Linked DNA regions of Zea mays: all the other regions are linked to region 1. The links are chromatin contacts, called in public Hi-C maps. All regions are on one chromosome and are shown on one strand. The core of a region is the stretch at or near the end of the contact, and the rest is flanking DNA. Distances in the headings are between cores, read along the strand shown. Region 1 holds the start of LOC103632278 (COP1-interacting protein-related). Region 2 holds the start of LOC100303897. Region 3 holds the start of LOC100501627. Region 4 holds the start of LOC100191564.

Region 1 (6,540 bases), core at 2,637-5,136:
AGAGAGTAAATGTGGAAGATTAAATAGCTAGAAGAGAAAGCAAACTCTTGTGGACGATGCCGGTATTTTTACCGAGGTATCTGGAACCACGCAAGGTCCCGACTAATCCTCGTTGGTGCGCCTACGAAAAGGGTAGCCCACATGAGGGTCAAGCACCATGGTCGAGTAACTCCGTAGAGAGTTGCGGGCCTTCTCCACGTGCAAGTGGTGCTCCGCTTCTTACTCCTCTCGGCGGCTCCCCACCGTCTCCACTATCGAGCTTCCGATCGAAATGTCGCGGGCCTCGTTTCCTCCAGTACACGGTGGTGGCTGTGTCACAAACGCAATTGACACGGTCTCGCAAGACTTTTGTCCCACTCGATACAATATTACACGCCTCGTGCAAGAGCCAAGGGGTTAAGTGGGTTTTTTGTAAACTCACTCAACTAACTAGGGATCACCTAGAGCAAGCGCAATAGCGGTCTAACTAACCTAAGCACTTCACAAAGCACTACGCAAATCACTGAGTGATTCTATTAAGCACTTGGGTGTTTGAGAATTTGGAGATGTGTATAACCTTCCTTAGTATGTTGCTTGGGCTCCCACACCTTCAAATGCCAGGTTCGGTGAAGTATATATAACCCTCAACTCGAATATAGCCGTTGGAAAGCAGTTCTGCACATTCTGTGGCGCACCTGACAGATGCACCAGACTGTCCAGTGGTGCACCGGTCATGCAACGTATACTAGCCATTAGAGGTAGCCGTTGGAACTTTTGAAGGTTGCACATCAGATATGGCGCACCGGGCAGTCTGGTGTGCACCGGACAGCCTATGCAGAACAAGATTGCTTGTCGTATTTTGGCCAAAACTTTTAGCTCCGAACTTCGATTTCGATGATCTTGTACTTTTTGAAAATCTTATAAAATCCTGTATATACCAGAGTTGAACCCATATAATTTTGAGTAATTTGGCACACCAGACAGTCCAGTGCAAATAGCTTTTGTGTTGCTGCAGTTTTTCAGCACTTCCAACTTTATATTGTGGGCATAACTTTTAGCTCTGAGCTGCGATTTGGATGATCTTGGAATTTTTGGAAAGCTTATAAAATTCTATACACCTCAGAGTTGAAGCCATGTCAGTTTGAGTATATTTGATATCGTTAAACACTTCCAATTTAGTCAGCCCTTTCTCTCAACTTTGTCAACTTCACTTTTGTTTTGTGGCTTGGCATCCCAGTTCTACTTCTTGATGTGTTGGACCCTTAGCATGTATAAAGTGTCTTGAATATGACTTTGTAATATCTTATATGTGTCTTATATTGTCTTCTTTGAGGTGTTCCATCCTCAGAGCCTCAGTCCAATCCACTTTGCATCCTATGAACTACAAAGCACAAACACTTGGGAAACATTAGTCCACAAGGTTATGTTGATTATCAAACACCAAAATCACTTAGCCAAATGGCTTGGGTCAATTTTCCTTACAACGCCGAACCAGAGTGTTGGGGTCTCTATCGCCGAAGATTCTTGAAGTGTTACATTATGCACTAAAACATGTTTCAGGTGCTATCCAAAGAGTGAGGAAGCTAACCTTCATCCAAACTGGCAGGTAAGACGGGAGCGAAGCTAAGAAGCTTGACGAACGAAGTCAGACAAAGAGGCTTCGGCTTCATGGCATCAATGTATGAAGCATGCGAGGAAGAGAAGATTCCAAAAGCCTGACCAGCGCGACTGACATAAGAAAAGACGACTTTGCCCTCATGAGTGTCATATATCATGTAAATAGGACTCATGGGCATGCTTGTAATTTTATACGAAGTTGTACCTCACCACTATAAATAGAGGAACAATGCCATGCATCAAGGAAAGGAATAAACGGAACATGCTAGAATCGCTCTGCCTTCGAAGGTGTTTCCATTTAACTTTCGTGCTTTTGTTTGTAAAGCCAAATGTATCTTTGTAATCATTCATATAAAAGATGATAGAGTTAAATTGATTTCCTTAAATGACTTATTTTGCTACGTTAGTTTTCTGCTAGGATTTGTTGTATGATCTTTATTTATTTAATACGAGCTAAGGTTTCATTATCATCTCAATTCCTCCCTTTGATCAACTCCCTTTGACAAAGGGAATTTGTTAAAGGGAGGAAGGAAAGTATTCTCATTTGTGTTGCTTTGTTCTTGGTTTCTCTTAGGAGCCAAAAGCAAGTGACCAACATATAGTTACATATTTATTAATACAATCAACTACATCTACAGTTTACCCCATGGGGGCCTTCTCATGCACATAAAAGTCTCTATCCTTCTATGCTCTTGTTCAAACATACTTGATGCACTAAAACGATGACCTAGAAAACATAGTGTTTGATAGAATGGTGCTTAAGCCAAGCAACGTAGCCCGAGGTCTAGAGGTAGCACCCCAAGAAGAATTACTAAACTTGTGGTATGAACAAGCCTACCATGATGAGTGTTTGGTCCTAACAGGGGGACCCGAACAAGAGAGATGACAAGAGTGCAACGACACGACAAATGCGAAACAATGGTTCTCAAATATCTTATCAACCGTCCCTCATCCTGTCTCGATGGGGGTATTTATAGGGTAGCTAAGGGCCAACCTCCTAAAGTACATGCTTGCCAAAATTGGTTACCACCACATCCTTAGAATATCTTGTACAACAGCAACATTGAGGCAATACAAACCTTACATTACAGGCAACCAATTACATACCACACTAATATTCGTGTGGGTCCATTACTAACAGATGGGTCTTCCTTTAGCTGTTGGAGGCCCATGTAGTCACCATAGTCTCCCTTAGCTCTTGAGTGGGGGAAGTCTTCAAGGCCTCCGCCAGGGACTATGCATGCCACCCAAATGACGAGACCAAGGTCTTCAACACCTTCTAGGTCACTCGTGGATCAAAAGGTCTTTGGTAACGCTCCTGCGATCTTTCGATCGGGTCCTCGAGTGCTTGACGTGGATAACTAAGCCCACATGTTTAGACCTTCCCTTGCTTTGCCATCTGGACAAAGTCCTCGCTGTGGCCTTTGGAGCCTTCAATAGACAAGAAGTGGTCGTAGACTCGATCAACTACATCGACAGGTCCGACTTCCATGGAGCAAAGTCTTGGAAGTCCTCATGACCTTTGGCGTACCTACATTCCTAGGAGCGAAGTTCGATGATTGATTAGACGCAGCCAGCTAGAGAATGACATCTCCAACATTGCGCCACGACCAGAGGCGTGAGCCCTGGTACGACTCCAAGGATAGAATAAGAACATGGTAGTTGAGCTTAGCTAGTGGAATTCGAGGTTCATGTAACCTCTCTTATGTATTGCACTATAAAATAGAGGGATAGGGTAATGTTTAGCCATATTCAAGACCGGGTTCAGGGTTCACTCTTCATTTAGGGTATGCATAAAAATAAGTTAGGACTATTAGGCTAAAATTCCTACCACAAACTAAGATGTGGAGGAGAGCTAGGTCTTGGTGCTCACTGGTTGAGATTCATTATTTTTTATTCATCAATTGATAATTAGCAAGAGGAGGCTGGAAATTACTTAAAGCTCTCTAACTGTCCTCGTGTTGGTTCATGCTCGTGCCCAAGTTCCCTACTACTATCGACCAACACTATGCTCCTTCTAAGACCGTCTTCGGTGGATAATGCAAAATAGGAGACGCGGTGACACTATTTGACATGGTTTACGGAGGAAATAGACAACCTAATTGTCTCTCTTTAGTACCTTTTGTACTCTGATATTGCTATTCAACGACAATATCAGTTTTAATGTAATTTTTTTTCTATAGTTTTATAGGTATTTAATTTCATATTTATAATTATGTCGAGAGAGTTTTATTTAGATGAAATTTACTTTCTCTCTTTTTTAAAACACTGCCATGTCATCGAAAATATGTACGATGGCAAGATTAATGCAAATAAAACTTTCGTGAAATTGTCACTGACTGCCAGTAGTACAGACAGACATTAAACGCTCTCCTCTCTTCCCTCTCTCCTTGGCTCGCATTCACACTCACGCAGCAGCAGCAGCAAGCAGGCCAGCAGCAGCAGCAGCAAGCAGCAGAGCGCGCCCTGTTCTTGTGCCGAGGAATTATTTATTGCCACCGCATCGAGATTTATATAGTACGGGGAAATTGATTGCTCATTCCCCTCTGCTTCCTCCATCCACTGATCCACCCCATGCTGCGATATTTTCCTCCACTCGCCGCCGGGGCAGCATTTGCTCGCGATTTATAACCTCCCCTCGCCTTCGCCTCTCCTTTCTGCTTGTCTTTTTCCCCAGTGGGGAGGTTAGCACCCGGCACAAGCAAAGCGCCGGGTTCTTGTCGCAGTTTCTGCGCGCTCGCTCGCTTTTTGCCCGTAAGATCTGATACAAAGAGGAGAGGGAGAGCCAAGAGAGGAGAGGTTCTCGTGTGGAATTCTTCGGCGATGAGGTCCGACGCCCGTCTGGATTCGGTGGTCTTCCAGCTCACCCCCACCCGGACCAGGTGAGAGCATCCTATAGATCTGCTCATGAAGCGGCTTTAATTCGGCGGATTGATCGTTCTTTGGGTTTTGGTTTCTTGAATGGTAGAAAAGTTGGTCTTTGTGACGGTTTATGTGCCGTTCATTTTGATGCTTGGTACTTGGAAGCTTCCATTTGAAGACCACTCTGTCTACTGCACTGTCCTAAGATGGTTTTGTCCATGTCACGATCGGAATTTGGCCCAAAAAACGATTTCTTCTTTGTTGGTATTGTTTTGTTGGGATTGGTTGTCTGCCGTTAGCTGTAAAATTATAGTAGCAGATCCGGCGATTCTTGCATAGTAGTAACTACTAGACAGATTTGTTATGTTATAAATTAAATTAAAAAAAGTAAAACTATTAGACGGAGTAAACTACTGTTTTGTTCAAGGTCTCTGACGGAAGTTCTGTTTTCGCTTTTCAGGTTCGATTTGGTTCTGATAGCGAATGGCCGGAAGGAGAAGTTTGCATCTGGTTTGCTGAAACCGTTCGTCGCTCACTTGAAGGCCGCCCAGGATCAGATTGCCAAGGGAGGGTACTCGATCACACTTGAACCAAGCTCAGGGTTCGATGTGCCATGGTTTACGAGAGGCACCGTGGAGAGGTTGGCGTCTAAGATTTCTATACTACTGTAGTACAGTTGCTTCTGCCATTGCCTATTTCCCTGTTGGGTCATTTTCTCGTGACAACTCTTCGCAGATTTGTGCGTTTCGTGAGTACTCCGGAGGTCCTTGAGCGAGTCAGAACACTGGAGTCTGAGATCCTGCAGCTCGAGGATGCCATTGCTATCCAGAGCAACGATAGTCTTGGATTAAAATCTGTAAGCGCAGAAGATTTGTAGCTTATGGATATTTGTTGTGTGTTTCTGTAGAAATAATGACATATTCTTGCTTCACCATTTAAAAGGTCGAAGACCATGGAAGAAAGTTGACTGAAAGCAATGGAGGTAGTATGACACCGCACCAACCTGATTGCTTTCTGTGAGCATGTTGCATAGAATAGTGCATGCCTTTGAGGATTGTCTAAATCTCAAACATTATTTCGTTGGCCTACCAAAAAGAAAAGCAAGGTGCAATCCACTATGATTATTTTAGAATCTACTCATCATGGAGTTTGATGCAACATCACATCAAGGGCCATTATTAAGTTGGCACTTATCATTTTAATTCCCAAAATGTTAGAATCTAACCATCATGGAGTTTGATGCGACATCCACTATGATTTGTGGACAAGCTTTACTATCGTCTAATGTTATGAAGCAAGTATGTTGAATTTGCAGTGTGATCAAAATAACTTAGATATATAGCTATATTATTTTTGAAGTCCTGAATATTTAGTAATATCTTATTTCCAACTGGAGAATTCTGGATGGTATTATGTTCTGCATTCAGGGGAGGACTGGAATGGATCGAGCTGTTTCTTCCTTTTATTTGCCTTACCTGTCACAGCCTGCCATATCTTTTTATTTATTTCTGCAACATGCCTGACACTGTCCATCAACTAATAGGTGGACGTGCAAATTATGATCCTGATTCAGCCACAGCAATTGTTGTCTACAAGGTATGATCATTTAGACAAGCCAAATTTTGTTTGTGTAAGTGTATTGTGGTACAACACTGCAGTCTGATTGAGATATTTGATCAATGACAGCCTGGATCAAATCCAACGCCACAAATTCAGAATGAAACAGCAGCACATGAGGAGAATTCAAAGTACTTGCACATCTCAGTTTTTCTTGTAGAATATTATTTGTTAAGTCTTCACATTGTTTGTGGCTAATAAAGCTGCATAAACTCATACTAACCTAGGAAATCAGGTGGCATTGTAAATAAAAAGAAATAGGCACCCACTTTTGACTCCAATAGGATTTGTACCTGGATGGTGGGGGTGTCTGCCCACAGCACCCACCAACTGAACTAGGCTCGGTTCATTAATTAAGCTGTTTAAGGTCATACTCTACAAAATGAATAATGAATTAAAGACATCTAATGGAGAAATATATGCAAACATCATTATTCATTCACTGTTCTATTGTCTCGGTTTCCA
Region 2 (5,847 bases), core at 1,514-4,013, 260 kb before region 1:
GGGCGGGGTGACGGCCGCCATTGTCGTTGTCGCGCGACGAAGGAAGGAGTACCATGTCGTAGCTGCCGTCGAGGGACATGAACTCGAGACTCCCGAAACGGAGCATCGTCCCGGGCCGGAGAGCTTGCTGGAGACTACCCATCTAGAGCTTGACGGGAAGTTGTTTGTCAACACGCAGCAGGCCCCTACCTAGCGCGCCAACTGTCGACGTTTCGACCTCGGGGGGTCCCTGGACCGACGAGTAAATTGTCGCTGCGTGTCCCAGCCCAGATGGGTCGACGCGAGACGGAACACAAGGGGGAACAAAAAAGGGAACCGCGGCTCGTGTTGTCCTGCGCCCAGGGCGGATGCGCTTGCAGTAGGGGGTTACAAGCGTTCGCGAGGGAGAGAGAGAGAGAGACTGTCCGTCAGCCCGTTCTCCCGCGCGGCCACCTCTTCCGTACGAGGGTCCTGGACCTTCCTTTTATAGATGTAAGGAGAGGGCCCAGGTGTACAATGGGGGTGTAGCAATATGCTAACATGTCTAGCAGAGAGGAGCCAGAGCCCTATGTACATGCCGACGTGGCTGTCGGAGAGGTGTTAGTGCCCTGTTCATGTGATGTCGTGGCCATCGGAGGAGCGCTTGAGCCCTGTAGAAGCATAGTTGTCGGGGCTGTCGGGTCCTTGCTGACGTCTCCTTGCTTCCGTAAGGGGCTGAGAACCGCCGTCGTCATGGGAGCACGCGGGGTGCCATCATTACCTGTTTACCGGGGCGAGCCAGATGGGACGCCAGTCTTGTTCCCCGTAGCCTGAGCTAGCTAGGGGTAGGGTAATGATGGGCCCCCTGTAACGTGGTCGGTCCGAGCCCAAGGTCGGGCGAGGCGGTGACTCCTCCGAGGTCGAGGCTGAGTCCGAGCCCTGGGGTCGGGCGAGGCGGAGACCGTCTTCCGGGGTCGAGGTTGAGTCCGAGCCCTGGGGTCGGGCGAGGCGGAGACCATCTTCCGAGGTCGAGGCGGGGGCCGAGCCCTGGGGTCGGGCGAGGCGGAGCTTCCTATGGCGCCTGAGGCTAGACTCGGCTGCTGTCGGCCTCACCCTGGCGGGTGGCACATCAGTCGGAGCAGGGCAGGCGGCGCTGTTTTCCTGTCAGGTCAGTCAGTGGAGGGGCGAAGTGACTGCGGTCACTTCGGCCCTGTCGACTGAGGAACGCGCGTCAGGATAAGGTGTCAGGCGATCCTTGCATTGAATGCTCCTGCGATACGGTCGGTTGGCGAGGCGATCCGGCCAAGGTTGCTTCTCCGCGAAGCCTGCCCGAGCTGGGCCTCGGGCGAGTCGAAGGTGCGCCCGTTGCTTGAGGAGGCCCTCGGGCGAGGCGTGAATCCACCTGGGTCTACTGTTCCTGCCCGAGGCTGGGTTCGGGCGAAGCGAGATCGTGTCCCTTGAGTGGACGGAGTTTTGACCTGTATTGCGCCCATCAGGCCTTTGCAGCTTGTGCTGATGGTGGTTACCAGCCAAGTTTAGGAGTCTTGGGGGTACCCCTAATTATGGTCCCCGACACAGTTGAACAGATTTTTACGCAGTATACCGAATTGCATAATTATCTACACAGGGTAGCATATTTAGTAGCAGTATATATCATAAAATGGTTCTTACGAGTCTAGTTGCATGGCTGTTGCAGCGATCCTAAATTTATGGAGGAAATAAAGCATTTAAAATAGAAACCGCCACACATATCTTTCCTAAATTTATGCGCATGCAAGGGGACGTGTTTGACTCATGGATGCATTCCTTTTTTGCACACACAGACGTGGGCGCGGGTGGTGCAACCGGCAGCCTGGTCCAGTCAGTGCGCTGGGTTGAACCAGGTTGCAGGGATGATCGACCTGGGCTTTCTTTAACTATTGAAAGCCTAGGGCTCCCATTATACCTGCCCTATATATATTTGGGTTCGGATAAGATGAAATTTCGGTTTAAATTCGGATTTTACTATTTATAAAATTCAGAAAAGTCTAGAAATCCATATTTTGTGCTCAAAAAATTATAGATGCTTCCAAAAATCCAGAAAAAAATTTAGAAATGCTTTGGCACATAATGAACTCAAAAACATACTTAGAGTTTGTAAAAATATTTTAAGTATCTTAAATAAGTAGATTTTGGTTTTCGAAAAATAGAAAAATATTCTAAAAAATATGAAAGTCTACCGACAGTTTTTATAAAATATATTAACATGTTTCAAACACTTTTTGCACTTAGAAACACCATGCTACGGCATGAATACAACAACCAAAGCGTGTTTAGGGCTCATTCCACTAGTTTTACGTCAATATAAAATAAAAATAACTCTCCATTATTTTTTTAAAAAAAAGAAGCAAGAAAAAGAGCAGGTAACACTTGAATTTGTGAATATTAAAAAAATTATACATTCAAATTTAGGACATTACAGAGTGACCCGGGGCCTTACATCTGTCCACTAGCCTTGTTTCTCTTCCTTTCTAACTCAACAGCTTCCAACTTTCTCCATCAGGGCAGAGATTGTAGCTCTCTAGTGATTTTCGAATTGCCCATCGAGCAACCTATTAAGAAAATGCGTCTTCATGTTAGTTCTTGGCAAATTCTTTCCCTGCAGACATGATATCTGTACTAGCGTAGTTGGAAAAGTCCAGTTATTGCAGCTGCACTCGACGGCCAAATTGGACCCGGCTGACGCTGACTTCAGACCTGATGGTGGCTAAACCGACACGGAATGGGTGAGGGAGTAAAAAAACAATCGGACGCACACAGGCTTTGCCTTCCTTATAAACGACAAGACCAAACTAGCAAGAGCAGCAGCGTTCAGAGTTTGGAAAATTCAGACTTGAGCTAGAACCAGAGGAACACCAAACACGCACGCGCCCACCCCCCGAAACGGAGAGAACTGACCCCGCAGAGAAGATGGCCGGCGAGATGAGCTGGGTGGGCAAGAAGATCCACCTCTACAACGTCACCATGGGCCTCTACATGCTCGATTGGTGGGAGCGGTGCCTATTCAGTATCCTTCCGCTGCGTCTCCATCCGGCTCAGTTTCTTCGTTAATATTCCACTTGCTTGCGAATTTCTCCGACCTCGCGTTGCTCGACACCGTCATCAGCTAGGGCTAGGGCTTACGTTAGATCCGCGTTTGATTTTGGGTATCTCTATCCCGACAAGACTTAGGTTTTGGGTAGGCATTTGTTCGATTCGTTCTTGGTGGGAAGCGTTTTGTTTTACCGGCCAGGCAATCCGTCGATTTTGCGCGTTTCTTCCAATTTGCTGCGCGAGGTTTCTCATCCGGTGTTCCTTTCCATGTACCTGGATTTTACGTTCCTGTGTCATTGGGATGTTCTCCCTTTAACTAGAGTAGACATATTGGTGCTGATCCTGCTCTGGTTCGTCTGCTTCAATGGCTCCCGCTTCGCTTCCGACGTCTTCGAAAGGTATGCAAACAGGGTAGTTTACATTTGTGCTAACCTCTAGTAGATCTGTAAGTTCCTAAATCGAGAGACGGGGAACACAGACTTGGTCAAAGTTTCCTAACAAGTCAGAGAACTGCAACATGATGTCTGATATTTTTCTTCTTTCTGTTGTCTGGGCAATGGGTACCTAGCTATGAGTGCAGGGGAGTATTCTACTTCAGTTTTATCAGCAAAAGTTCAGTGCAATAAAAACAAAGAGAATAATAGAAAAATAACCACTATTTGCAAGTTAGAACTAGAAAGTTGGAATGAACAAGCTCTTGGGCTCTAACTCAGACAACCATTTCAGAACATTTGGACTGTGTTAGTGTAGTTCAGCAGTGAAGTTAGATAAATATTTTCTTAGATTGATAGCAAATATTCCAACGCACTCTTCTTCCGTGCAGGTTTTGTTGAAACAATCATCGTTGTGGTGATGATCTACGAATGTATTCTTGCTAGTCAATTAATCACTGTTTTAAGACATTAAGCGTGGGTTTGATTGTTGTTATGGTAATGTTAGCTGAACTCATTTCATAAGAAATGTTTGCTGAAAAGCATGTTACCTTGTCAAATGTAGTCTATCCTCTAGTGTTCCTTTTAAGCACTAGGTGGTGTGGGCTCATTGTTTACAACTTTGGCGTGACTTAGGATTGTCCATCTTTCGTGGTGTTTAGTTCACTACAAATACTAAATCATACTAAATCTGCTGCTGTTCTCATCCATGAGCATCTTTGTCAAAGTTTCAATCTTATGTGACATGCTAACTTTGTGCACCACAAGTAGCTGTTTTTTTTGGAACACGCATGAGAGCGAGTATCTTATATTAAAGAGAAGGCAGAAATGGTTCAGTAATGACCTTTACAATTAAGCCACTCTTACGCCACCAGTCGACAGAGGGGTTGTAAGTTGTAGCACTGAAAAACAAAGATTTCCCAAGGATTCTAGGATAATGACCCGATAAAGAAGTGGCTGCTTGGTAGTTACAAACCCACTTCTCATCTCACAGTGGATCTTTTTGAAAAAAAAACAAACTTGTGGGTCATTTGTTGCTTTTCAGTCTGCAGTCGCTTCACTTGTCCATGTTTTTTCAGTAGTCATATTAGGAACTCCTAAGCCTTTCATTATGTGGTCATGCTAATAAACTCTTTTGTTTCTAACTGCTTTCTGATGAATCTCTTTCAGCCACCTGAAGGCGCGGATTTTCCAAGGCTCAAATTACGGCCTGGCAATTGGCACGCCCTCCTCATAGGCCTTCAGCGCAACACACAGAAGCAGCGAAATCTGCTGGTTCTGGAATGTTAACTAGTTCCCACAAACTTTAGCGCTGTCGTGATGTGTATGATGTGGTTCCAATATGTAAGATTTTTTTTACAGTTATTCTCTTTATTTTCTTGTTTTGTGTTTGATTACACGATATCACACCCTGAACTCTACTGTAATTAAAAACCATTTTCTTGGTATCTCGTACTGTAAGTAGCCACAGTTTAACTGCATGGTGCCGCATTTATAGGGTGCGTTTGGAATCTCAACTAAATCAAGTGCTCGAAGAAAACACGCCAGAACCTGAAAGTGAGGCTCTCAACTTCAACCGAATTGAAGTAAGAGCCTAAAGCCAAAACACCCAAGCCAGCCGATGACTTGATGCTTCAAATCTTTATGAGTAACATAGAAATCCTAAGGATGAGACGGATTAAAGAATGGACACCTAGAACTCAAAAGGAGGTAATCTACACAACCAAACCTCGCCTAGCTAGGATGTAAACCTAACCTACCCTACTATAGAAGATCAAGAAAACCCCACAGATCAGAAAATATCTCTAAGGTTGAGGTTTTCTCAACTTTCTTCAAAATCCCAAAACTTTGTAACCCTGAGGAAACTACTAAGTTCGATTGGTAGACATGTTCCTCAGAGGTATAGCATGTATCTATCCCAATTGAATGTGTCTCAAAATCTCATAAAAACGAAATCACCCAAAACACAAGATAAGGGGGTCCGAAATGATTCAAGAACATAAAGCATGAACTTAAATACATGATGAATGATTCCTTTATTTCTTCATTAACAACATTTGGTTCTTACAGAGAAAATCTTAACACAACATAGGAATGATTCTCTATACTATGGATATCAACAACATATCAACAATAGTAAGATGGGTATTTCACTGGGAGCTCGAAATGAAAAATATTTGGGTCTTCCTGTATACATGGACAGATCAAGGTTTAGAACATTTGGGTATATTAAAGATCACATATGGAGGAAAATATAGGACTGGAAGGAAAAATGTTGTCAAAAGTAGGGAAAAGATTTTAACTAAAGCGGTAGCCCAAGCTATACCTATATATATGATGTCGTGTTTTGATCTTACAAAGACACTATGTGAAGATATCACTGCCA
Region 3 (5,620 bases), core at 732-3,231, 480 kb after region 1:
TTAAATTTTTAGAGAATTTTCCTGAATCCTAAGAATAGAATTTTGGTGTGTTATAGCAGGGGCCGGTGTGACCACCGCTCGTCGAAATGGCATTACTTGTGAGAATAGAAAAACGATTCATTTGTGTGTTAACGGATGGTAAAGGTGGATAATTTTACCCTATTCATGAGTTGAAATTATTAATTCATGAAGTACCCTTTTAGGTACTGCACACTTAAGTTAGGAGAAAGAAACTTTATGCTTTGTATAAAGCAGAGTTGTTGAAGTTGATACTGTTTGGCTAGATGTTTATAAAGCTAAGTTGATTTTTGTGAAATGAAGGAGTATCAAACATCCCTAAGAGCAACTCCAAGAGCTATCTAAAAAATCGTTCCTCAAAACACCATATTGGGGGCTGTTGAAAAATAATTCCTCCAAAAAAACTATATCCACATCAGAATGCTAATAACTAGTCCCTTAAAATTTTAAACTCTTTGCTACTAGACGTTGCCTGTCATCAGTCTTTGCGCTTGCTGCCTTCGATTCTGCTGATAGATCACTTTTGCTCTATTGAGGCCTGGCCTGGCCTCTCTTCGCTAAGTTCCTGCTTGACAAGTTGACATCAAGCTAGTTTTATTTTGCAATGGTCTGTACTGCAGAATGTTCATTTAATCAGTTATGTTTAAACACGGGAGGCCAACTAATAAATTGATTTGTTGGAGTTGATTAGTAATGCAGTGGAGGAGTTTACAGAATTCTCGCCTTCTGCAACATCTATCATGGTTCTTTGAGTATTATTCATCATATATAAGTAGAATTGAAAATAGTAAAACAAAACAATAGCCGAGACACATAAAATAGTAATCGAAGAAGTCTAAACTAGGCGACAAGTCAGGCAAATGTTCATGAAAATGAAACCGTTGTCATCCACCAACACAGGCAAGTCCTTATCATTGCCTGCTCCTGCGTTTGCCCCATCAGCAGGAACCGCCACCACGAGGGAAGAACAAGGTACTTGATGAGCAGAGTGCAGTCCTAATCACTGTCTGCTCCTACGTTTTCCGTCGCAGCTGCATTCAAGCCCTTACCGCAACCTGCATGCATGTCGTCGCCGCCGGAGAGGAGCAAGAGGGAGCTAGTATGGGTGGTAGGTGCGGGTGGCGCACGCACCCGGCGATGACGGGTCGGAGGCAGAGGCACGCAGGGAGGGGAGCACACGATGGCGTTCGGGGCGTGCTTATTGAGGTCGGGCCGTCGGGGAGGATCTCGACGAGCGGACGCGTGATCCCGAACGGCGCCGCTGAAGTTTCTCTCACCGCCGCCGACGCGGGAACCAGCAGCTGATGCGCGCGCTCGGCGATTGGGGAAGAATCCGTCACACGCAAATTTACGAGAGGCAAGCCAGTCGATGCGGGATGCGAACAATATTAGGGCAAGAACAGGGAACTGTTGGAGGGCTTAAAATGAGTTTTTTTCCCTTAAAACGTTTTTAGTGTTAGTTTACGGGTTCTCTTGGAGATGCTCTAGGGGCGGATATAACCCTGACTCCCTAAGACGCTGGTTCGCTTTTCTAAGTACCTGAGACACTTAATAGACTTTGTGATATAACCCTGAGCCTCTAAACCATAAATGCAATTACAAAATAATATGCATGGAGGGTCGAAGCCTGTCTCTTATATTTTTTTATCTAACCCCTAAAAACTCCTAAAAATCTATATAACTAAATGGTTTTTTGAAAAAATAGAAATTTCTTAGAAAAATTGAGGTTAACGAAGTAGCTTTTAACGGGATATTGCCCTTGATAACCCGCACGTCCGTTCGGCATCCAGAGTTTCCAGACTCCACTTCAACAAGAAGACAAAAAGCGCAAAAGCTCGCACTACGAAATGCCCAGACTGCCCCCGAAAACCCGCACCAAAACGTCAAAACCCCACGTCTCCATGAGTCCATCAGTCCATGACCCATTGCTTCTCCTCCCCGCTCGCTCTCCCCCGCGCTGTACTTTCTCTTCGGCGAAAACCCCACAACCACCGACCAGAGATGGCCGCGGTGAAACCCCAACCCCATTTCTCGCCGCACGCCACCTTCTCCGCGCCCGATGCCGGACCTGCCGACACCGGTTTCGCCGTCTTCCGCCTCCTCCTGCCCTCGTCCTTCTCCGACGCCGACACCATGCGCCTCTACGCCGCCGTCAACCCGTTGCGCCGCCGCACTGCCACGCTGCAGGTCCGCGTCGAGCCCCTCGACCCCGCCTCCGCGGGCGGCCGTGTCGTCGCCGCCATAGTTGGCCCCACCGTCCCCGTCCGCCGCGTCGAGGCCTCGTCCTCGTCCGCGGAGCCCCTCGCGCTCTCGCCGGCGCAGGAGGCGCTAGTCGCCGTGATTGATACCGAGGGCGCGCTCTGCTGCGCAGTCGAGAAGGAGGCTCGCGGCAAGGCCCGTCCCGGGTGCATCACGTGCCTGCTCCTGGTCGATGCTGACCGGCTCGAAGCTTCGACCGGGAGAGGCGTCATGGAGAGGATCGCCCTGGAGGCCGGCGCCGACGTGCGCGTCGCGATGTGGGAGGAGGGCGCGCAGCCGCCACGGGGGCAGCCGCTTGAGGAGGTTGTCGAGGTATACTGGCTATTTTCTCTTCTACAATTCTCTTAAGCTGTTGGTTGTACGTGCTACACTTGAATACTTGATACTTACTAATCGTTCAAAAAAAAAACTCGACCCGGGGTGCATAGATAGAAGGTCACAGCGAACGGTCCCGACCGATCCCGACCGAGAAACCCCCTAACCCTGCCATCCTGTCACTAACGGGGTGACTCACAGGCTGCCCACACAGCAAAGGCACCCAGGCCGACGTTGCCACAGCCGAGTCGCTCCCCCGAGAGCGAGCGAGAACAGCGAGGGGATTTTTATTTGTGAGAAATCAGGGGTCGAACCCCCGGGGGACCTCGCCGGCTCGCCGCCTTCACCACCCGGGATAAGCCCGGCCCTCGATACTTCCTAATTGTTATTGTGCACTGTGCATTGCAAATGCTCTTTTTTTGGGGACGTGCGGATTACGATTGCATACTGTACGTGAACTCACGCGTTTGGACTAGTGCACTGTCATGGAAAAATGATTGAACGTCTTTGTTTACATGGACATAGGAGTCCTAACTATAATTTAACAACGTAGAAAAGTGCAACTTATTTAAAGGTGCAGCTTGCTCTTTGCTGCCGTATGAGTAGGTATAGTTGTTTGTTGCTACGCACCATACCTACCTTTATGGATGATTTTCACGCAAGCTTGCACAATGTGAAGTCCAAAACACAAAGGTATTGTGCATCGAAGCTAACAATACTCTTGAGATTCTTTTGGATTTGACATGCTGTGCACTTTTTCCAGTGTAATATTATTTTGTTGAACTGGATCCATTTTGTTCTCATTGCATCATTTTAGTTATGCATTACCAGGTCGTGGGGTCGAAGCAGCCTCTCCGCTTTTGCACGGAAAGGCTTGCCTCGGTTTATTCCTTCCTCAGCCACTGGGTCTGTCCCTGCCACTGGGTCTGTCCCTTTATTGTTTCAGTGTTGCATTCATAGCATCTGGAGGTGCATCATGAGTCCATTTCTGTCTTTGTTTCCATGTTGGAAGAAAATATGAGTAACTTATAGGATACTATAGGTCTATAATATCTAGCCCAATGAATCACATATAACAAAACTTTGTTCTTGTATCACCTAATACACTGTAGCAATGAATAATCTACTTGGTTTCTGATTCATTTGCTGCAAAACGAAATTATGCAATATGCATAAAATGGCTTGCTAAATAATCAGGGACTCCCATTGAACTTTTTTGTTTGAAAGGTCTATTCTGTGGAGTTTCAATTCGATCATATGAAACTCAGAAAATGCTTAATTACCATGAAAGTTTATTGCTGTGATTTGCTACTCAACAGTTTCAGTTGATGTTTCTTATTATTTTTCAGATAACTGGAGATAGAACAGCTGTAAGGAAAGCTCTAGTTGCTTTGTCTAGCTTTCTTCAAGGTGACCTTCCAATCGGTAACTCAACAACTTATGTTAAGAAAGAAGGTTCAATACTCCCATGGGCATCTTCAGAAGTACCTGGGCCTAATATGGGGGCTTCGTGCTCAGAGGCATCCACAGAGTTTGCACAAGGCAGTGTTGCTAAGACTCATTGTCCAGAAGGTAATACAGGAGATGCTCAAAGTAAAACTCTTCAGCAAGTTTCATTCAGGCTTCTCTTGCCTACCTATCTTGCTGGAGGTTTGATTGGCAAGAAGGGCTTGATTATCAAAGGCATTGAAGTTGAAACTGGTGCTTGTATTGATGTTGGTGCACCTGTCGCTGGTTGCAAGGAACGTGTAATAACAATTTGCGCCCTAGAGGTTTGAATTTGAACACAAAAGGCTCCCTTTCCCATTGCTATTCTCTCTTTTAGTGAATAACCGGTGCTTAACTGTTTGTTTGATAAGATAACAATTTTCACAATGGTTAAATGGCTGTTTGACATCTCCATGAATCTAGAAACTTTGTATTATGTTTTTTGTGAATCATATTGTATATCTCATTCATTTTATATATTTGATTCCTGATCCTTGTAGAGCCCAGACTCGGAATATCATATAGTGCAAAGTGCACTACTTCTCATATTTGACAGGATGATGGAGATGGAAACCAATACACACTCAACATTTGAGAAAGCATCTCAATTCTTGGTCAGAGTCCTTGTGCTCAAAAACCAGTTTGGCTGTTTAGTTGGTTTGGGTGGTTCTATAATCAAGGAAATGGTGAATACAACAGGAGCAAGAATTCAAATATTGGACGATACAGAAATTCCGGCTTGTGCCTCTACCTTTGAACTAGTTGTACAGGCAAGCATATCTTTTGACACGAAAGCAATATAATAAGCAGTTTGCTAGTACTTGGTTCTTCTGTGCCATGCTGCAATTCATTCAGTTTTGAACAAATAATAGCCATTGTAACGAACTCAACCTTCTGATTCTCTACTGTGCACGCTTGGTATTTCTAGGACATAGCTTGCAAATGAAATGCTAATAACATGTTTCAAAATTCTATAAATATTTTTCATTTGTTTATTGTTCCTTTTATAGTGAATACTCTGTGTTTCTTCAAAATTTGCCTGTAATTTCTAATGTTTTCTATTTGCATTGGTAGTTAACAAATGGTTTGGAAGTCATGATTTGTTTCTTATAATGAATATGGTAAATGAACTTACTTGGACAACCAGATTTCAAGAACAGTATCAGTGCAGTAGTTCTTGACTGGTAATGGTGTTTCTATTTGATTTGTTGAAGATCCTAGTATTCCATGAGTACTTGGTTCATCACTCTCTTTTTTTTCACATTTTCGTTCTCTGAACTAACGATCTAAGCTTATTTATGATTCTTCAGTTCTCCTGCCATACATTGGACAGCGTTGTAATTGTTGAGGTTTATCTTTGTGCCTTACAGATCACTGGGGAGCTAATGAATATAAGGAATGCTTTATCCCTTGTTTTCTGGAAACTTCGTAACCATATTTTCTCCAATGAAACCGACTACAACAATTCCCATATTTCCTCTTCAGAAATTGCTGAATCAAATGCAACCAGCCAGGCGAATATTTATTCAACAATCCAATA
Region 4 (6,329 bases), core at 159-2,658, 450 kb before region 1:
CCTCATGGTTGACAATTCTAGATGCATAAAACGTTAGCTGAATCGAGTGCGCATTTAGAGCTCATGGTTGACAATTCTGGCCACTTATAAGACGATGGCTGAATTTGGTGTGAAGTTTGATGTCATGCTTTATTAGACTATTAGATTGATACTTCTGAATTCGATTTCTATTTTGAATTTGACCTTTGTTCCTATGTGGGCCTCACCAAACGTTATGTTTCTTGTACAGTTGTCCAATATGAAGCGCGCTGAAGAGTGAAGACAAGGGAAAACACTGAAGATGGTTGATCTATTACTCGCCACATTACCTATGTAAACAGTCTTCTGGGGGAAATGAAAATGTCAGACTTAACGTTTGTATGTCGTGTGCCTCCTTTGAACCTGAGCTGTATAATTTGTAACGCTTGAACTGGGGACTGATTTGAGAACTGAGACACTGCAGCAATATGTTGATGGGTCCTAAGTGGCGAATCTAATGCATGCGTGTTATGCCAGCGTTATTTTTGGTTACTTGTTTGCCTCCAACGGTCCAAAAATGATGGGTGTTGAGCAGAGGTATATCTATTTATACGGCTGGAGGGTTGCTTGCGTCCATAGTTACGCCGTCGTTCATCCATTCATTCAGAAGTGATGAAAACTGTGACGGACTGACGGGGTGTGATTCGGTTGTATGCTTGTATTGCTAGATTACTTTTTTTTTGCCTGTACATTGACAACACATTTGCCGTTCATAACCAGTCACGGCGAAACTTTGGGTTCGTTCGAAATCGCATTTTAATTGCCATACCTGTTGTTTTGATTTGAGAAATCATATTTTAATCGCAGGAGGCAAGCAGACCAAATCACCGCATGCAGGGCGCCCACAACAAGCTGTCGTCCACAACAAGCTGTCGCCCGTGTGTCACGGCTTTTAATTGAGCGATTCCCGCGCACCTCTCCCCTGCCATGGATGCAAGAGGATCTCAAACAGATTAGCTCATTCAATGCTAAAAAGTGCCCCCGCCCCCTGCATTTTAAATTATATTATTTGGTATACACTACATAACGAAGCATAATTATAAGACGTCTTGATTTGTATGCATTATTTTTGCATATCCAAATACATAAAATCTAGGCATACAGAAGAAAAAAAAGCAAAACGTCTTATAAATACGAAATAGATTGAGTACACAAAGAAACATAGTTGATATAACAGATTACTCATCGTGTCTCCTATTCTATCTCTAGTCTGCTATCTAAAAGTTCGAATTATATTGGTAATCTGTTAGGGAAGAAGAAGAAGGAAAAAGATATTATCAATAAATGAAGATCATCGGTAAACGAAGGCCATCAATTGTAAAAATTCTGTTGGTGAGTTGGAGATGGTTAATGCACCGGAAACTGAAAGCTTACGGCTACGTCCGACACCCCGGGCCCGTCACGCGTCAGACAAGCTGGAGTACCGCTGCCGCACAGACTGCAGCGCGTGCGCACTGGTACGCCCCCTTCTCCTCTTCTCCAGCGCACGCATATATACGGATACCGGCATGGTGACAAGCCCACAGAGTACGCAGGCAGGACGCGACGCAGCGCCGAAGCAACAAGGATGGCGCCCGAGATTCAGAGCCTGTGTCCGAGTACGACGGCCGCGCTCCTCCTGCTGGCCGCCTGCCTCGCCGCCGCGGTGGCAGCGCTCGACGCTGCGGACTACGCCAGGCCGCCGCTGCCTGCAGGCGGAGGCGGCCGGCGCGTCCTCTTCGCCAACGGGCTCGGGCTGACGCCGCAGATGGGGTGAGTGAGGAACGAAACCAGCACTCCGGATTCAGATGCATGCGCATGCGTGGCTTCCGCCGCTCCCCGGCTGTCTTGTCTGAGCCTTCCTTTCCGTGGGGTTTTCTTCTTCTCTTGTTGCGTTCTGTCGCCGCTTCGCAGGTGGAACAGCTGGAACCATTTCCAGTGCGACATCAACGAGGCGGTCGTCCGGAGCACCGGTCAGAGACCAGTACCCTCCAGCTCCTATCTGAAAAATCACCAGCGCCATTGTTGGTTTTTTTCTTTCTGATGATGATATGGCTATTGATTGATTCGCTGTCAACCTGCTTTGGGAACCCCCGCAGCTGATGCGCTCGTCGCCATCGGACTTGCAAAGGCTGGCTACACGTATGTCAACTTAGGTATCGCATCCTATCTCTATCTCTATTTCTCTATGGCTGCATCGGTTCAGTTGTCCAGTGTTACTGAAAGATGGCATCATTATTGGCTATTGCAGATGACTGCTGGGCGGATTCCGAGAGAACCAAAGAGGTAGTACGTACGAGTGCTGCTACGTGACCTTGTCGTCAGTTACTTTCAGTTAAATTCTTGCACTGCTGAAGCACGTGTTTGTTTAAGAGGAATGCTAATCGACTTGCTGACAGGGATACATGGTCGCTAACCCCAAGACATTCCCATCCGGAATCAAGGCCCTGGCAGATTACGTTCACAGCAAGGGGCTTAAGCTTGGCATCTACTCTTCCGCTGGGTACGTTCTCTCTCCCCCTCTCTTCTCCTTCAAACAAGTTCCGATTTTTTTGAAATCGCTCACAAGTGGGAATGAATTCACCCATAATACCAAAGTTTCCGCTACAAGGAATAGGATAAGTGTATCTGTTGAACTGAAACCGGACTTCTTTCCTTAAATTGCAGGACAAGAACTTGCAGCAACAGGATGCCTGGATCTCTGGGCTACGAGGAGAGGGATGCTAAGATGTTTGCGTCATGGGTACATACTAGATACTACACATGTTGAAACATCTGACAGTTCTTAGACTTTTTTCAGACATCCTCAGACTAGACCTTGTCGGTTTCAGTTCACAAGTAGAATTAGTCTACTGCTTCTTTTTATTATCAAGAACAAACAAACAATCAAACAAAAAAGAAGAAGAACTTTACCTTAGTTATTTAAAACTGTTTCTTCACTGGGCACCTGGCCTGTCTGCAGGGCGTTGACTACCTGAAGTATGACAACTGCTACAGAGACGGCACGCCTGAAACCGTGAGGTGCGGTTTCTGTTCACCTGCACATTCAGTTCGTGTAGCATTTCTTCTTGTTTCCATGTACCAGCCGTCGATTGTGATGCAGGTTTGGGCGCATGTCCCGAGCGCTGGTGAACTCTGGCCGCCCAATCTTCTACTCGCTTTGCGAATGGTACGGCATGCACGCATCCCTTCCTCCTTGTTCGTCTGACGCTGACGGTGACAAACTTGGTCAGGGGCTTCATGGAAGTTCCCAAATGGGGCGGCATGTACGGCAACAGCTGGAGGACCACCGGCGACATCAACGACACATGGTCAGGGTAAGTGATAGGTTCCCCGACTTTTTTTTTTCCCATGGCCCGCCCATATACACGTTGCTAACCGACTGGGTGTGTGTGGTTCTTGCGATAGCATGCTGGACAACATCGACCTGAACGACGCCTACGCCCGGTACGCCAAGCCCGGCGGCTGGAACGGTCAATTCCTTCGTCCACGTCTCCTCGTCATCCTCATCCTCTCTGCCGCTATAGCTTATTATGCCGCTTCCTGGACGGACCTGAACGATGGCCTGCTTTGCTTCTCTGCCGCAGCAGACCCTGACATGCTGGAGGTCGGGAACGGAGGCATGGCGTACAACGAGTACGTCGTGCACTTCAGCCTCTGGGCCATCGCCAAGGTGCGCGCGCGTGAATCATTTCCTTTCCGGGCTATGCTCACAGCTACCGATGAGAGTTATTATTGGCGCCAATCTTTTTTGACAGGCTCCCCTGGTCATCGGCTGCGACGTGACGAGAGTCTCCAATGAGACGCTCGGAATCCTCTCCAACGCGGAGGTCATCGCGATCAGCCAAGGTCACCACAACCACAATGCATCTTCGTCCTTCTCACCAGCGAAACCTTTCGCATCAGTTCTTGACTCTTGTAGTCTTCGTGTGTGTGCCAATTATATTGCTTGCTTGTGTCCGACGCAGATCGGCTGGGTGTCCAAGGACAGAAAGTGAGCAAGTACGGCAACGATCTCGAGGTACAGAGATACTATATCTTACAGCTACCAAACCGATCGCCCATCGCAAGCAGCACGCGTCTCGCTCGGGAACGAATTAATCCTGGTCGATCCCATGGCGCGTTTGGTCAATTGCAGGTATGGGCAGGGCAGCTCTCGGGGCACAGGAAGGCGGTGCTGCTGCTCAACCGGGGGGCCACGCGCTCCGCGTCCATCACCGCGGCATGGCCGGACGTGGGCATCCGCCGCGGCGTGGCCGTGGAGGCGAGGGACGTCTGGAAGGTACGTGAAAAGTGAATAAGCGCCGAGCTCGCTTGCCTATGCAATGGCTCAAATTCATGCAAGCTTGTGCTTCTTGGTTCATCTGCAGCACGAGACGCTACCGGGCTGGTTCACCGGCAGCCTCACGGCGGTGGTCGGGCCGCACTCGTGCAAGCTCTTCGTCCTCACGCCCGTTCCTAGCTGACGGCGCCGCTGGAGATCTGTCCATCCAATATCTGCCCGTGGATCCAGCTAGAGTTATTAATTGTATGATTTCAGATACTGTAACTGCCTTGTGACTGCTCCGACAACAAGAGCTCATCACCATCTGTCTAATGATTTGACATGGTGCAACGCTCAGTTTGGCCTAGATTTGAGATCCGAACGTGGCGAATAAAATAATAAAATGACGTCTCCTGACTTCTTTTAGCAGTTTAGTAATTAATAGTAAGGCTTCGTTTAGGCATACTGGTTCACTTATACTGTAAAAACGCCATCTCTTCGTTCTTAAGTGAAAGTAACGTGTAAACTTCGCTTAGAAATCTTATTTCGCTTGTCTTCGTAAATAGCATATATCGTTTCTTCACTTTTTAGCGACACATATTCTTTATCTAAAAAATTGATTTACCTATTTTAAAAAAGCTGCCCTCTTACTTTTTTTTGGTGAAGGCAAGACATAGATTCCACTTAAAAACCACGGTTCTCTTATTGTAAAAATGTTGTCCTCTCACTATTGAGCGAAGATAACGCGTAAGCTTTGCTAGAGACCTTGGTTCAGTTATTGTGAAAACGTAGTTTCTCACTTTTTAGCGGCGACCAGCAGCTCTACTATCGCATTCCTTATCATATCTTCTATTTTAAACTTTACTCTACGAATAGTGCACTTACTGAGAAAACGTCACCCCTCCCCCCAGTTTTTAGCGAATGCAACGCGTAAGCTTCGCTTAGAAGCCTCAGTTTAGGATAAAACATTAAGTTTGAACAAGGGTGATGCATGATGAGGATTGAATGAAAGACACATGATTCAAATATAGAAAACATTGTTATGTATTGCTCTTTACTTTTATTAAATAAAGATTTATACAAGTATCTTGAGCTTCATAAGATTACAATAGAGGGAGGGAAGAAGGTACAACTTTGTATGAAAAGCGGTGCATCCGGCTCCGATCAAGAGAAAAATCCCTGAAAAATGTATGACACTGTTCATCTATTTATAATCACTAAGTACAGATTTAGCGAATTTACAACCATGCCCTAGAACCTATATAAAAGGGAAATGGGGTTAACCATTTCCTATAATTAATTTTGGTGGTTGACGACCAACACAAACACATGGACTAACTAGTTTTGTCTAGAATTCATCTATTACAGGTGCATAAGGTTCAACACAAACCAAGAAAGAAATCAAGTTAGGGACACAATTAAAAATGGAGCAAGACTTAGAGTGTGCTGAAAAATGGTGCACCGGACACTGTCCGCTGCGCCAGCCAGGCGCCCTTTGAACCAGCCACTCTCGGGAAATTCCAGGGCAGCCTCCGCTATAATTCATCGGACTGTCCGGTGTGCCACCGGACTGTCCGGTGAGCCAGCGGAGCAACGACTAACTGGAGCTAACGTTCGACTACAAAAAGGCGCTCTGCGGTGAACAGTGCAAATGCAGAAGTTAGAGCGCAGAAGTTAGAGGGCATCGAACTGTCCGGTGTGGCACCAGACTGTCGAGTGCAGCAAGACGACAAAGCGCTCCAACGGTCAACTGCTTCGAACCCTAACGGTTGCGCTGACGTGGCGCACACCGGACAGTGCACAGTGACTGTCCGTTGGCGCACCGGATTGTCCGGTACGCCCATCGCCAGCAGAAATCAGCCAACTGCTAGAAGTGGTTGGGAGGCTATAAATACCCCAACCACCTCATTCACTTCCATCCAAGCCTTCTGAAGTCTTCATTCATTGCAAGAGCAAAAGCCCAACAGTCCAAGACACAATCAAAGTAATCAATCCAAGCCTTCTGAAATCTTCATTTATTGCAAGAGCAAAAGTCCAACAGTCCAAGACACAATCAAAGCAATCAATC

What was found. Hi-C and Micro-C count contacts between places; a contact is called where the count stands out from the background.
Region 2: a Hi-C map of leaf shows a contact between it and region 1, with 6 times the contacts expected there. The contact joins the promoter of LOC100303897 here to the promoter of LOC103632278 in region 1. A contact is called at or near these places in 8 of 25 Hi-C or Micro-C datasets (bundle sheath, ear, endosperm and 2 more).
Region 3: a contact with region 1 is called in a Hi-C map of ear, with 6 times the contacts expected there. The contact joins the promoter of LOC100501627 here to the promoter of LOC103632278 in region 1. A contact is called at or near these places in 11 of 25 Hi-C or Micro-C datasets (bundle sheath, ear, leaf and 3 more) and 1 of 3 datasets of contacts at active chromatin or transcription factors (leaf).
Region 4: a Hi-C map of bundle sheath shows a contact between it and region 1, with 4 times the contacts expected there. The contact joins the promoter of LOC100191564 here to the promoter of LOC103632278 in region 1. A contact is called at or near these places in 9 of 25 Hi-C or Micro-C datasets (bundle sheath, ear, endosperm and 2 more).

What each region holds. Positions count from the first base shown.
Region 1 is chr7:41,277,131-41,283,670 of Zm-B73-REFERENCE-NAM-5.0, reverse strand. LOC103632278 (COP1-interacting protein-related) reads left to right here and starts at 3,886. Exons shown (of 10, transcript XM_008654089.3): 1 at 3,886-4,478; 2 at 4,919-5,098; 3 at 5,194-5,314; 4 at 5,401-5,440; 5 at 6,002-6,054; 6 at 6,145-6,206. The coding sequence starts at 4,420.
Region 2 is chr7:41,539,152-41,544,998 of Zm-B73-REFERENCE-NAM-5.0, reverse strand. It overlaps LOC100303897, which reads left to right and starts at 2,763. Exons shown (of 3, transcript NM_001329438.1): 1 at 2,763-3,004; 2 at 3,356-3,428; 3 at 4,632-4,909. The coding sequence starts at 2,908. The coding sequence ends at 4,698.
Region 3 is chr7:40,794,207-40,799,826 of Zm-B73-REFERENCE-NAM-5.0, reverse strand. LOC100501627 reads left to right here and starts at 1,981. Exons shown (of 7, transcript NM_001196310.1): 1 at 1,981-2,589; 2 at 3,942-4,364; 3 at 4,581-4,850; 4 at 5,451-5,620. The coding sequence starts at 2,020.
Region 4 is chr7:41,729,052-41,735,380 of Zm-B73-REFERENCE-NAM-5.0, reverse strand. LOC100191564 reads left to right here and starts at 1,408. Exons shown (of 16, transcript NM_001316917.1): 1 at 1,408-1,475; 2 at 1,554-1,770; 3 at 1,912-1,970; 4 at 2,097-2,153; 5 at 2,249-2,283; 6 at 2,397-2,500; 7 at 2,665-2,740; 8 at 2,960-3,018; 9 at 3,101-3,166; 10 at 3,231-3,314; 11 at 3,406-3,470; 12 at 3,588-3,670; 13 at 3,756-3,846; 14 at 3,966-4,018; 2 more. The coding sequence starts at 1,586. The coding sequence ends at 4,463. LOC100285004 reads left to right here. Exons shown (of 3, transcript NM_001291580.2): 3 at 230-510. The coding sequence ends at 252. It overlaps LOC103632284 (a long non-coding RNA gene), which reads right to left and starts at 1,905. Exons shown (of 2, transcript XR_555798.4): 1 at 1,393-1,905; 2 at 291-940.